Linked DNA regions of Rattus norvegicus: region 2 is linked to region 1. The links are chromatin contacts, called in public Hi-C maps. All regions are on one chromosome and are shown on one strand. Each heading gives the region's core, a stretch centred on a gene start, on an enhancer-like site or on the middle of the called end of the contact. The rest is flanking DNA. Distances are from core to core; before and after follow the strand shown. Region 1 holds the start of Smndc1 (survival motor neuron domain containing 1). Region 2 holds the start of Dusp5 (dual specificity phosphatase 5).

Evidence for each region. Hi-C and Micro-C count contacts between places; a contact is called where the count stands out from the background.
Region 2: a Hi-C map of kidney shows a contact between it and region 1, with 2.4 times the contacts expected there. The contact joins the promoter of Dusp5 here to the promoter of Smndc1 in region 1.

What each region holds. Positions count from the first base shown.
Region 1 is chr1:262,404,581-262,407,494 of GRCr8, reverse strand. Smndc1 (survival motor neuron domain containing 1) reads left to right here and starts at 1,391. Exons shown (of 6, transcript NM_001035234.2): 1 at 1,391-1,581; 2 at 2,542-2,661. The coding sequence starts at 2,542.
Region 2 is chr1:262,542,326-262,545,239 of GRCr8, reverse strand. It overlaps Dusp5 (dual specificity phosphatase 5), which reads right to left and starts at 1,466. Exons shown (of 4, transcript NM_133578.2): 1 at 914-1,466. The coding sequence starts at 1,292. It overlaps LOC134485250 (a long non-coding RNA gene), which reads left to right and starts at 1,640. Exons shown (of 3, transcript XR_010063299.1): 1 at 1,640-2,914.

The sequences.
Region 1 (2,914 bases), core at 142-2,641:
ACAATCCTGAATTGGAGGGCTCACCTGCGATCCAGATCTTGAGGCTGGGAGCGACAAGTTTCTGACCTGGATCTTGGCATGGAGATCTTGAGACATAGTGGCCATGAATCCCAGGAGACTAAGGCAAGGAGATCTCTGAGTTCAAGGTCATCTTAGGACAAGTCCCAGATCCAGACGTGGTGGTACACACATTTAGGCTGGGCCACACCTTGCTGGAGACCTACATTAGGACATTGAAAGAAGGAAGATCTGCTGCTCTTCAGCTGGCACCACCGTGTTCACCTTTTTCTCTTCTCATCGAAACAGTCCTTACTCCTTTTAATAGCATTATTTCCTATTCTTGCTGTGATAAAAGACCATGACCAGAGCAGCTTAACGTTTTTATTTTTAGCTTGTGGTTCGGGAGTGAGTCTCTAATGGCAGGGCAGAGGCAGCAGGCCGAGGGCATGAGAGCTGGAGTAATTTGTTGGGAGCTGGAACCAAACTGCAAACACAAAGCGAGAGCTCAAACTACAAGTGGTGTCCAGGGAGTACCTCTAAACCACTCCAAACAGCATTGGAAAGAAGTCTTCAAATGGCCAGGGTGAAGGTAGGCATTTCTCATTAAAATTACGTTACCCTTTTGAGTATTTACGTCAAAAGAACACCACACATTCTGGATAGGTGGTTCTTTCCTGACGGCCATTCAGTGTTACGCTTATATTTCGTTTAAACTGAAAGGCTTGATTATCCTCATAGATGACAAGTTACTTCTTGTTGACCGTTACTTGGCCAAGAGGTCTCACCTAAAGTAAGGTCGTTTTACAATTACGAATGCTTAGGCTGATCACTGGGTAAGTGATCGCGAACTTTTCGTGGTAACTGTTTTTCTTTTGTGGGATATGCTTCATACTTGGGACACCTTGACAACCTCCCTTTCTCTATTTTCTTTCACCACGTGGCTTTTAGCTACCATGGGTGATGCCTACGCACCTGAAATGGTCACCGTTCCCATTCTATGGCTCAATCTATCTTTATTGGCTATATTTATTTTCTACACAACAAAACTTTCCTTCTCTTGACTTCAGGGTCTCGCTATGCAGCCTCAGTCTCAGATCTGCCTGTCTCTGCCTCCCCGTGAGACACAAGGAACGCGCCATCTCTCCCAACCCATTCGCAAATCTCCTTCTCATCGGGAACACCCCACAAGAGAGCTCCAGCCGCTGTTCCCACTACGAGGCGGAACTGACGTAAGACGAACCTGCCTTCTGCTCCTGGCGCAGCGCAGACACGCCACTTCCTGCCCGTTAGACCACACCCACTCCCCCTTCCGAAGCCGCAGTTTGTTCAAGAGGACGGCGTGGGTCACGTGATCGGGGTGCCATTTCGCGAGAGTTTGTACATCTCGCGGGATCTCGCTCGCCTTGTCTTTTCTTCCTGCCTGAGCCCGGCTTTTCTCCCCTCCCCCCTCGCCGGCGGATTTTTTCCTTTTCCGACCGAATCTCGTCGTGGTGGAAATTTCCCCTGCTGTAGCTGTCCCTGCCGCCGCTCGGCTCGCTTCCCCGACCCCTGCCCGCTGTCCCATCCCCAGTCCCACCCAAGGTAACGAGCCTCTGAAGGAGGGTCAGGCCTAGTCGGGCCTCAGGGCTGGAGTTGAGGCGGAGGCCTCAGCAGGGCCCGGCTCGGGCAGTGTGGGGAGCCAGCGGCTCTCGCACCCCCAGTGGGTGGCCGAAGCGGCGAACGTGGCCGTCCTGGGGAACCTGTCGGGTGGGGGAGACGCCCGCGCCGTTCCGACGAGGTCCTCTGTGAGGGTGCGGGGCTCGGCGGTTTCCATGGAAGCTGAGGTTTCCTGGTCCGAAATGATGGACGGAATGATGGCGGGCTCTGGGGTGCTGTCTGACTGGGAGGAGGGCTGGCTTGTCTAACCCCTCAGACTGGAAGGCTCGGCCGGGATTCCAGGCTTCCGGTGGGCCGGAATGTTCCGGAGGTGGTCCTCGGAGGACCCGTATGTTTAGTCTGCGTACACTTTACGGGACTTGTCGGTTCCCGAGGACGCCGAGCTGTGTTTGGCAAAAGGCAGGTTGCTAAGATGACCTCTGTGTGAAGAGTTTGCCTCCTGAGGAACTACGAACACCTTTAGTGGGATTGTAGAGAGAGGAGTTTGTGTGCTTAACTGAAGACGTTTTGTCTGTGTTAGTTTTCCTGATTTTGACTTTCTCAACTTTTAAGAAGTGTGTTGCAGGCTTTATTGTCCGGCCATACACTGCCTTCCCATAATAGTTAAAGGAAAAGCAGTTTTCTTTTTCTCCTTTTTTTTTTTTTTTTTACTAGCATGATTTTTGGGGGATCTTTTTTTGTATAGAATGTACCAGACATGTTTGCAGTCTTCAGAATTTATTGCCTTGAAGTCTGTGGATTGGCTAAAGCGGAATAAAGTAAAGATGATGGTGACGACTAAAACCACCTCAGTGTTGTAGCAAGAGTGGTTGAATTAGGTGGGTCAGACAAAGATTTTTGTAATTTGGTACTTGACTCGCCTTAATGGGCCTTCATTTTCCTCAGATGTCAGAGGATCTAGCAAAACAGTTGGCCAGCTACAAAGCTCAACTCCAGCAAGTAGAAGCTGCTCTATCGGGAAATGGAGAAAATGAAGATCTGCTGAAACTGAAGAAGGATTTGCAAGTAAGTATAGGTGGACAGTTGTAGTTAATGTTATTTGAAAAGAATATTTGTCTTTTTCAAATTACGCATTCAAAATTCATAGGCACTCAAAGCATCTGTAAGGAAGGTGCTCCCACTTTGTGTGTGTGTGTGTGTGTGTGTGTGTGTGTGTGTGTGTGTGTGTGTGAGTGAGTGAGAGAGAGAGAGAGAGAGTGAGAGAGAGACAGATACTGAGGCTTCTAAAATTATTTCCTTCATTTGGTGTACGTCAGAA
Region 2 (2,914 bases), core at 217-2,716, 140 kb before region 1:
GGTTCCCATACTTTTGAGGTTAGAAGGCAGGAGTAGTCACAGGAAATGACCCAGAAATCAATGATGTGGGGTTTGAGAGTAATCACACACCCACAACCGGAAGCCAAAGTTATCTCCCCAGCAGGTGAAATAGTTGGGCCTGGAGGCGGCTCTTGAAGGCCTAAAATCAAAGGCCACAGAATCTCCTCGTATCTTACAGCCCCCGTGGCACCTCTCCTAACTAGGCTGGCCTGTTGGTAGTCTTGGTAGTCTCTCGGAGGCAGCCCCAGGGATAATCCCCTGCTGGGGAAGAGGGGGATGAAAGGAGAGGGAAAGCAGTCAGCTCCCAAATTAAGCTTGAGAACGGCCTAGATGGGGGAGGAGGAGGAGGCTGGAGGCTAACAATAAAAAGCAATAAAGGGAGAGGAAGGGGAGGGACTTGCCAGGGTCAAAAAGGCAAGAGGCCCACCAAGACACAGCCTAACGCACTCTAATTGTCTAGGCGGGAATAAAGGGGACGCCGCGGCGCCACTCTCCTGGGTGAGGGTCTCGACCTGTTTGATCACGCCAGATCTGTACAGAAAGGTTCCGACCCGCCCCCCACACTCCCGCGGTCTGCAAACGGCGCCAGAGACCAGCATGAGCTCTGGGCCCCCGGAACGGCTAGGGAGCATCGCCCGCAGCACCTTCTCAGCCCACCCAGACCAGAGGACAGAGAGGATGCCAGAGCTTTCGAGGAAAGGCGGGTGGGGAGAAGGAAGCCCTGGGAGCTGACGTTTGCAAAGACCTCCCAAGCGCACGTCAAACCCCGGGTGCACACTCCCGCAAGTGGTGACTTTCTCCGGTGCAGAGTTCCTAGGCAGGAAGGTAACCCTGGGGCCCCGGTGTCCCTGCACAGGGTGGCAAGGGGCAGCCTGCTCCCGAACAAGCTCACCTTTAAGGAAGTAGACCCGCGGGCCGGCGGGCAGACAGGCCAGCAGCGAGGTGAGGACGACGCGCGCGGCACTCTCCTCCCGCAGCTTCTGCCAGTGGCGGCTGCCCTGGTCCAGCACGACCACCGCCGCCACGCCGCCGCCGCCCTCCTGCAGCAGCCGAGCGCGGGCCGCCTCGTCGGGCAGCACGTAGCGCGCAGACACCGCGCCGCCCCGGGCCCGCCGCAGCACCACGGAGTTGAGGTTGACGTTGAGCGAGCCGCGCACGCTCGACGCGGCGAAGGCCAGGTAGGGCCGGCAATCGAGCACCACGCAGCGCGCCTCCGCCTCCTTGCGGAGCATCTTGCGCAGCCGGCGCCCGTCGAGCGACGTGACCTTCATGCCGGCCCGACGCTGCGCTCACCACAGCTGCCAGAGGACGGGCGGCCCAGGGCCGGCGGGCCACCTCGCGGGGGCTGTGGCCTGCAAACGGAGCCCGGCGCGAGGGGCCGCGCGACGCTCTCCACGCCCCGCTCGCTCAGCACCCGGCCCCGCCACTCGCTGCCCCGGAAAGCTGGGGATTCCGCCGGCAGCGCTGCGTTTTATGTGAATGAGTGCGCGTCCTGTGACGTGAGTGCCCATATAAGGCCAAATATGGGTGTTTCCCCGCCCCTCTGCCCTGGCCACGCCCCTGGGCGGGGCGTGCGGGCACCCGCCTCCACCCGGGGAGCAGGCTCGAGCGAGGGCGTCTTAGTCAGAGCGAGAAAAAGGAAGTGGCGGGCGCCCGCTGTCTCTCTCGGGGGCCCCGCGCGGAGAGAGACTCACTGACACATCACCCGGGACTACCGGTGGGGTGTCAGGAACGCCACCAGGGCGAGGTGACCCACGCCATGCGGGAAGAGGAGGAAGCAAATTCGGTTAGAACCTGACCGGGGCCGCGCCGTGGAGCCCCTTGGGCCTCCGGGTGAATCCCGGATTCCGGTCGCTCGCTGTTGTGTCTGAACTTGTAAGGAGATAGCATCTGAGATGAGCCGAGATGCGGCGTGGCTTGGTCATCTTGATGCTGGAGGCTTCTAACATGCTACCCCCGCTTTTGCTATCTTTTAATTTTCCGTGATAAAAGTTCCTGAGAGTAAAAAGGAGGAGTTGTGAATGGGTGAGACAGAGACTTCAAGTGGATTCTGCCTCGGATGGATTGACGGCCCCCTTTTGTCTCTCTCCAAAGATAGGGACAGTATACCACCAGAGCTTCATAGTGAATGCTGCCTCAGAGCAAAACACACACACACACACACACACACACACACACACACACACACACACACACACACACACAGGAGCAATGCACTGACTCCGGGACTCTGTGGTTCTGGGAAGCCTGTGGGCAACTGTGAGGCTCAGTCCAGTAAACTGTTGTCCAGGTGGCTTCTGGATTTGTGGGATTATGGTGGATAAAGTGTAATCCCAGGCTGTCTGCCCCCACCATTCTCTCTGGAGCTTCGTGCTGCCCGCCCCCATTCCCGGATTCGTCTGCTCTGCGAGTATTTATTGAGGGCTCTGCTAGCTGTCAGGGCACGTGGGATGCAAATGCATTGCTGCCTCCAAGCCCTTTGCCAACTATTTCACTGTTATCTCTTCATGAAGAAAACCCTTGCATCCATTTACAACTCTACAGGGGATGAGACCTTTAGGAGAAAGCAGAAATCTAATTTCTGAGATCAAATCAATCATTCCCAACAGCAGTAATGGCTGGCATTGCTTCTGGGTCATTTCTTCATTCAAGCAGTCAATTCAATCATTATAGACTCTGTAATTCTAGCATTTTCAACATTTTCGAGACTGAGTGGGAAAAAAAGCATCACAAAACTGAGGCCAATCTAAGCAATATAGATCCTGTCTTAAAAAAAAAACCAAGCCATGCAAAGATGTTGCTAGCAGTCTCCACCCTCGCCAGTTTCATTCTGGGGCCTCACAGATAATGCTTAGCACCCACAGGGGCCAGTCTTGTGTTAGGTGCTTGGTGA